2 separate regions of the Mus musculus genome follow, and region 1 is linked to region 2. Evidence: chromatin contacts called from public Micro-C data. All regions are on one chromosome and are shown on one strand. Each heading gives the region's core, a stretch centred on a gene start, on an enhancer-like site or on the middle of the called end of the contact. The rest is flanking DNA. Distances are from core to core; before and after follow the strand shown. Region 1 has its middle 67 kb from the start of Gm31458. Region 2 has its middle 15 kb from the start of Gm31458.

The links. Hi-C and Micro-C count contacts between places; a contact is called where the count stands out from the background.
Region 1: a Micro-C map of muscle stem cells shows a contact between it and region 2, with 7 times the contacts expected there. The contact joins two enhancer-like sites. A contact is called at or near these places in 9 of 484 Hi-C or Micro-C datasets (the C2C12 cell line, cumulus cells, embryonic fibroblasts and 5 more) and 2 of 115 datasets of contacts at active chromatin or transcription factors (embryonic fibroblasts and embryonic stem cells).

Annotation. Positions count from the first base shown.
Region 1 is chr15:28,131,940-28,135,813 of GRCm38.p6, reverse strand. No RefSeq gene overlaps it. Among named protein-coding and RNA genes, the nearest start is that of Gm31458, 67 kb to the right of the region's middle. Within about 2 kb of position 2,178, at least 56 of the 459 cell types and tissues checked have an H3K27ac peak or open chromatin away from gene starts, as enhancers often do. A contact at or near this core is called in muscle stem cells and myocytes, where this site is marked.
Region 2 is chr15:28,079,133-28,083,284 of GRCm38.p6, reverse strand. No RefSeq gene overlaps it. Among named protein-coding and RNA genes, the nearest start is that of Gm31458, 15 kb to the right of the region's middle. Within about 2 kb of position 1,959, at least 67 of the 459 cell types and tissues checked have an H3K27ac peak or open chromatin away from gene starts, as enhancers often do. A contact at or near this core is called in muscle stem cells and myocytes, where this site is marked.

The sequences.
Region 1 (3,874 bases), core at 929-3,428, 52 kb before region 2:
GATACAATCTTTCTCATTTTTCTAATCTGTTGTCAATGGACTCTGAAGATAGAGAGAGGATACAGAATTCACAGATACACAGTCAGCTACACTTGTATTTCCCCTAATTTAAACCTTCAAACATTATAACCTCCTTTGTAAGCCCTTACATTGCCTGAAGTGTCTTCCTACTGGGAGGCTAAGACTGAAATAAGCCCTCAATCTTCTCTGTCTCACCAGGACCATTTGAATCTATAGTTCACAGCTTCTGTTTGGTATACAGCCAGTACCCAGTAATTGCCTCATGAATGAATGAATGAATGAATGAATGAATGAATGAATGAATGAATAGAACAAAACCAGTACGGGTTGCTAACAATGGTAACCCACACTGTTTGTTACGGTTGTGTTTAACATTATTGCTAACTGTGGATACTAGAAAAGATAACAAAAATAAATTAAAATTTTTACTAACACCGAAATGCTATTAATTACAGTTATGTATGTGAAGTCTACTTTAATGCCTGATTACCATGCAGGGCAAGTAAAGATTGTGCATAGTGTATCATTAAATGTGGCAGCTCTACTCGGTTAAGTTTTATTTCATTATAATCATGAATTACACATATGCTTAGTCTACGTAAGTTATGGTTGCTGTCTGCTGTTTGTTCCCGTCCTTGAAAAGGCTTCTATTTCTAAACTTGCCTTCTTCTACACCTAGCAATTTTGATTTTTTATAGGAAACCTATAGAGGGTGGCCAGAAAGGTTGAGTTAATTCAGCCAAGGTTCTCAGAGGCAGTAAATGATGACTTTTGAACGAGGTCCTTTGGCTCAATAACTTGGGCTTTTACACTAGACTTAATTTATCCCTAATGATGCATGTTTTATCAGGAAATTCAGCATAAACTGGTAGTTAAGAGATGCTTGGCTTGAAAGCTTGAGACAAGAAAGGGAGAGAGTGATAAACAGTAGCCTCAGAGTCTCTTCCAACAGCAGGTGACCCAACCTAACATTATAGCCTGAACTCTTGATGCCTCTTCTCTCCTCCCCAATCCCCCAATCCATCCCCCTCTCCCTCTCCCTCTCCCTCTCCCTCTCCCTCTCCCTCTCCCTCTCCCTCTCCCTCTCCCTCTCCCTCTCCCTCTCCCTCTCCCTCCTCCTCCTCCTCCTCCTCCTCCTTCTTCTTCTTCTTCTTCTTCTTCTTCTTCTTCTTCTTCTTCTTCTTCTTCTTCTCTCTCTCTCTCTCTCTCTCTCTCTCTCTCTCTCTCTCTCTCTCTCCCTCCTTGCTTGTGAGCTCAGTATTGGCACTTGGTCAACTCCCAGCTGAGTCCAGCCTTCCCTCTATCCCCCACTGAGGTGCTAGACTTTTGAGTGAAGCTGCCTCTGGACCCTTCAGAGCAAACCAGCCCATCTGCCATTCAGATACCACAAGTGACCTCAGTCCACACCACATGGCACAGAATAATTGAGCAGCTGAGCCTGACCTGAATTCCTCACCCACAAAAATCATGAGGCATAAAAATGGCTGCTGTTTTAAGCTTGGAATTCAAGAGATAGATAGCCAGCGATAGACCACATGCCACAAGTTCATTTTACAGACTGTCTCGCTTAGCAGTGCCAGACAAACTGGCAAAGGGCAAGCTAATAAACTATAGTAATTAACAAAACAAGCTCCCTTTTCTTTCATAAGGCAATCCCCACACACAGACAATGGCAGCAATTTTGAATTTCAAGCAAATAGCCTATCTGTGGACCCATTTGAAATGTCAGCCATAAAATAATTTTCCTCTTGCAATTTATAAGCCCTGACAGTAAGGAGCTGTCTGTGAGAATCCAGCCAGAAATCCCTTGGACAAACATTCCGTTGATAATTTTTCCATTTCCATTTTTGACACACAGAGCCTTTCACTATTCAAGTCAACTTTGAAAGGAAACAAGATAACATCCGTTTCCTCTGCTGTCCTTCCACGCATTTAATAGCACCCAGATATACAGGTTCATTTCCCTGGAGATTCCTGTTATTTAAGCTCACCTTCTGGTGATCTTAAGACCAAAAAAAATGGTATTTTCTATAGCCATCTAACAGTGCAGGCCAGGAATGCAGAGTAGCGAAGGAGGATTGGGGAGGAGATTCCTGTAACCTCAGCGGACCAACAGTTACCCAGACTGCACAATTATTAGCACAGCACAAACACTGCAGCTGTCTGCAGAAGCACCGCAGTATTTCTGACAAGGCACATCACACTGATGATGTCAGACTCCTTTCTTAAACAGTGAAATGTGAGAATGTGTAGAAGAGGTTTGTCCTTGTTTGGGAAACCATACTCACAAATGACTAGGTTACCCACAGTCCTGGGTTTTCTCAGTTCATTGAGAAGTCACATTCCCGCAGAGTCCTTCGTGAAACCCTGTAGTTGGCTCCCTAGGTCTTTGGTTATCTCACCGGTCTGCCATGCACGTCGCTGAACAGGGAAAATGACTCAGGGCTCTAATGAAAATCTAATTCATTAAACCAAACCTTGGAAAAGAACCTCAATGAGTCAGTGCAACCTTCCCCTGCCTCTGGGCAGCGCCACACCTAGACCATCCAAGCCAGAGGAGAGGTAATCACATTTTTTAATAAAGCAGTCGTGAACATTATTACTAAACCCCATTTCTATATATAACTGTGTTCCAAATGAACCGACAAAGGCATTAAAGAGTTGGACCCAACACACTAACAACGGAGCCAGGACCTTGGCTTTTGTGCCAGTTTTTAAAAAGGTGGCCCCTTGAAGCAAAAGATGTAGGAAAAAGCCATTCCCTGGGGAAGCAGCTGCCCAGAGCCAGTCAGTGTGTATAGCTTGTGAGCGAGCAGATAGATGGGTTGGCCATCGGCTCGTTCTGCCTTCCACACCTCACCTTTGTACAGAGGAAGAAACACAGGACCACATGCAGTGACCTGGGAAGATAGCTATAATATTACACATGAAACTTCCTCCTCAGTTTGTCTTTTTAAAAATCTACTTTTATCCTTTCATCGTCCCTGTTGTTTGTTACTGCCAACTGTGTGTACCACCAGGTTTGTTTGGTTTTTTTGTTTGTTTGTTTTTTAATCTGTCAGCCTTCACTAATAAACTTACCACTGACAGGTAATATATCTTTATTCCTCCAGATACCTGACAGGTGCTCAATAACCATTCGTTGGCAGATTGAAAGACTTTTGGAGAGAATGAACACAGCCATAGACCACCAACACCTAACGTTTTCTTGCCTTTAAAATGAAAAGATGGCGGTGACCTCATCTCCCCTGAGGGAAATCAACCAAAGCATTTGAGTCACTGTTCTTTAGAGCAGAATTCCTGGTTGATAAAAAAGCATGGGTCTCCTGGCTATGAGATCAGAGTCCCAGGCTGAGGCCATCAATCCATCCTTGCTTCCTGTCTGGACACTATCTCTATTTAACAAAAGCACATGAGAGACTGACCACTGGGAAGAGAAGCAGGCATTCTTATTTGTCAGCGTACTCTCTCCCACAGCAAAGAGGCTGCCACTCTTTCCTCTTAGGGAGGAATATGACTCCCCAGAAGAGTCACCAGAGTCATTTACCCAGAACACACCTTCCAGGCATCTACCCCACCGGCACCTTCAGCAACTTGATAGTCAGAGACAGGCACCTACCATATTGATATGAGAGGGCATTCTTACCATGGCCAAGGTCAGAAAGTTGCAAGTCCAAAGGCCAGCTTATTTATTCCACGTTACTTTTTGTCTGTTGTTAATACCTGAAAGTTGTCAGAATTAAGGTGGATCACATATGAAAAGTTCCAAATAATAATAATAGTAATAATAATGATGATGATAATAATAATAGAACAAAGGGACCAAGAAGGATAGAGATGTTCATGTATGCCT
Region 2 (4,152 bases), core at 710-3,209:
AAACATTTGAAATGTAAATAAAGAAAATACCCAAGGGGGAAAAAGAAGGAGAGGGAGAGGGAGAGGGAGAGGGGAAGAGGGAGAGAGGGAGAGAGAGAAAGAGAGAGAGAGAGAGAGAGAGAACGGCAGGCAGGCAGGCAGGCAGGCAGGCAGGCAGGCAGGCAGGCAGGCAGGCAGAAAGGAAAGAAAGAAAGAAAGAAAGAAAGAAAGAAAGAAAGAAAGAAAGAAAGAAAGAAAGAAAGAAAGAAAGGAAGGAAGGAAGGAAGGAAGGAAGGAAGGAAGGAAGGAAGGAAGGAAGGAAGGAAGGAAGGAAGGAAAGAAAGAACAGCTCAGACAGGAATTAGGGCCAGGCTAAGTCTCAAAGCCCACTCTAACCCCAAACTCAAAAAAGATCCATCTCCTCCAGCGAGGCCCTACCTCCCAAAGGCTCTGAAACCTCTCAAAAAAAAAAAAAAAATCCCAAAAGCAGAAGATCAAATATTCAAACCCAATGGGGGACATTCTTACACCTAAAATATAATAGCATCAGAAGTGGCAAGGCATCAACGTGTACCAGCAGACTGCCCTGCAAAGCAAGATGACTGTCTGATGAAAAACTCAGGAAATTCCTAAGTCATCCACAGTGGTACAAGGCCTGTTGGAATCAAACACACTGGCAGAGCTGGAGGGTTGACGCAGCTGTTAAAAGCATTTGTTGTTCTTGCAGAGGACCTGGGTTCTTTTCCCAACACCCACATGGCGGTTCACAACCATCTATAATTCTAGTTCCAGAGAATCCAATGTCCTCTTCTGACCTCCGCAGACACCAGGTACACATGTACACACATGAAGTAATAAAATAAATAAGCCTAAAATAAAATTTTAAAACCATCGATCCATCAATGGCTATGGTATTACACTGCTTATTTACTTTTGTAATTTTTAAAGATTGGTTTGTCTTTATTTTATTTATCTTGGTGTTTTGCTGGAATGTATGTCTGTGTGAGGGTGTCAGATTCCCCTGGAACTAGAATTGCAGAGAGTTTTGAGGTGCCAGGTGGGAGCTGGAAATTGAACCCTGGTCTTCCAGAAGACATCTAAGTCACCTCTCCAGTCCGTATGCTTATTATTTTCAAAGTCTTTGACATCAAAGGAGCCATACAAATGGGTCTATGAGGGAGAATTCGTTCTACTATCTTCACTTGAGATTTTCAACTGCAAACCAATTGATACTATAAATCAAACTTTTTAGTGATAATATCTAGTAGCACAATGGACTAACTAAATATGAAATAGAAGGCGGACGAGGTAACTCTGTGATACATAATATAACCTGCTCTTATAGAAGACTCGTGTTCAGTGCTGAGCATTCACGTCAGGGAGCTCGTAAGGGCTTGGAATTGCAGCTCCATGTGATCTGACACCTTCTGAACTCCATGAGCATTCCACTAATGTATATGTGTGTGCACACACAAACACACAGAGAGAAAGAGATAGTTGCACATATACACATAATATTTTAAATAAAATATTTTAAAGACACAAAATAGTAGTTATAAATAAAATATAGAAATGGATATCTATAATAGAGCTTTGCTTATACTAAACCATATTGACCTAAAAACGAACGTATCTGACATGAATTTGTAGACACTTTAAAACTTCAATAAATAATGCTATTGGATTGGTCTAGTAATGTTGGTGTTTATTGGCTAGTTAGCTATCTTTAACACTTTGAAAATTATTTTCTGTGTCTGAGTTAGGGTTTGGAAGTGACAAGATGCTGCACTCCACCAATCTGAAGTGTCAGGATGCCCTACCCACAAGTCTGTCTCGGAGTAGCTGCTGTTTTCTGACCTCTTATCCTCTGCCAGGTAGTGACGTAGTAGTCAAGCTGAACTGTCTCATTCCACAGCTGACTCATTCGTGAAAACCACATCTAACTGTGGTTTCAGAGCTTTCTTCACGTGATGTCTGACCCTCGCTGGCTCTAGCCGGCAAGGACTTTGAAGTCTTTTGTCCTAATGCTATGATCTCAACATTTGTCATCTCCAAACCCCGTGTTGGAATTTAATTGCAATTGTAACAGAATGAGGAAGTGTAACCAAAAAAACCAATTAGGCCAAGAGTGTTCAACTATAACAGGTGGGGATAATACCATTATGACAGGATCCGTTTGGCCCCCTCTTGTCTCTTACCCTTCTGCCTTTTGTTATGTAAAGGTTCAGGCAAATTTCAAGGCTCCATATTGCAAGAAGATGACAGTGAGCTTTATCAAATACTGAAACTGTTGGTGTCCCTAGCCTAGAACTTGCACCCTCCAGAGCTTCCAGCAATAAATTTGTATTAGCATGTTTATAAGACAGTGATGTTCTGTTATAGGGGCATAAATGAACTAAGATACTTACTTTATTGCACTAAAAGAGCCCACTGGGTGCCTGGAATAAAAAGAAAGAAAACGATGGGAGTGGCCAGGCACACCTGCCACCTCCTCCTTTTCCACCCCATCCCTTTGGAAAGATGCATGGAAGTTGGGAAAGCCACCATTGTCATGGACCAAGGAGATTCAAACCAGTTTACCTCAACTGGGCAAACTGAAAGAGCGTCCTGGTTCCTTTGGCTTGTTCTGTTCAGCAGTGAGAAGAGCATGACTTCCCTGAATGGGCCATTCTTCTAGCAAGAAAGGCTGGAATACTAGAGGAGCATCCTCTTCCAGAAAGTTAGAGACTTCAGGATAAAGGATCTCCACTGGATCTGGTGTAGCTTGTCTGTCTGTCCTGCCTTCCCTTTCCCAGAATTCCAATCATCTCCTTACCACTTAATTTAAGTGACATTATCTCCTTTCTGAAAGAATATTGGACATAATAAAGTCTCTCTGGTATATTAGGGATGATACGTAGCCTTATTCATGACACTAGGTATTTACATACCAGGACAAAAGTCTTCTAAATTCAACATTTAGGAGGTAGACTTTGACGATCACCTGAGGGTTATACATAGTAACATAAACCTGTGGCCCCAGCACTCAAGAGGCTCAATCAGGAGAATCCTAAGTTTGAGGTTAGCCTGGGCTACACAAGGAGATGCTGTCTCAAACTACTACATTCCCCCAACACCCAAAAGTAACTGCACTTGGCAGAGCTAGGAATATAACTCATGGCAGGGCACTTATAGACCACATGAAATACACCTTTAACCCCAGCACTCAGGAGGCAGAGGCAGGCAGATTTCTGAGTTCAAGGCCAGCCTGGTCTACAAAGTGAGTTCCAGGGCTATACAGAGAAACCCTGTCTCGAAAAACCAAATATATATATATACACTTAGTCTGATCCCAAACATTCAAAAGATATTACTCAATGTTAAAAGTATTATTTTTTTACTTTTATATTCTACATTACCACTTTTCTAAAGGTGACTTTACAACACATAGAATGATATGTTATATATCCATCCCTATAACCTGAGAGCTGATGGCTTAAATGGTCATCACCAATGCCTCGAGTTTATTAAATGGAAGATATCTTCCATACCTCAATTAAAGATGTGAAATGCCACCCTCATTGGTCGTAATACATTAATTTAACTCCATAAGAAGTATAAATTGTTTATAACTCACACTGAGAGAAAAGGGAAGTGAAATTCAATGTCATCTAAGGGTGAGAAAAAAAATTATTCTACAGAACAGTCCATCTCCAGTAATTTCTTAAAATTACTTTACTATTACATATAGTCTCAGTAAGTATTTTCTGAGTAGATGAACTTGAATGGAAAGATGGCTTGAATGGAGAGATGACTGCAGCAGTGGAGAACACGCAATGTTCTTTCAGAGGAGTTGAGCTCAGTCCCCCATGCCCACACTGGGCAGCTCACATGTACCTGTAACCCAGCACCAGAGGATCTAACACCTTCTTCTAGATTTCAGACACAAACCACATACATATCATTAAAAAGGTAAAAATCAAATCTTTTTAAAAATTGAATTAAAATGAAAGAAAATACAGGAGACTAGAGAGAACAAAGAGTGTTATCTTATTTTCTTATTCTATAAAGGGTTTTTAGAATAAATTTTGCTGGGCTGAAGAGATAGTTCAACAGTTAAGAGCACTGACTGCTCTTCCAAAGGTCCTGAGTTCAATTCCCAGCAACTACATGGTGGCTCACAACCATCTATAA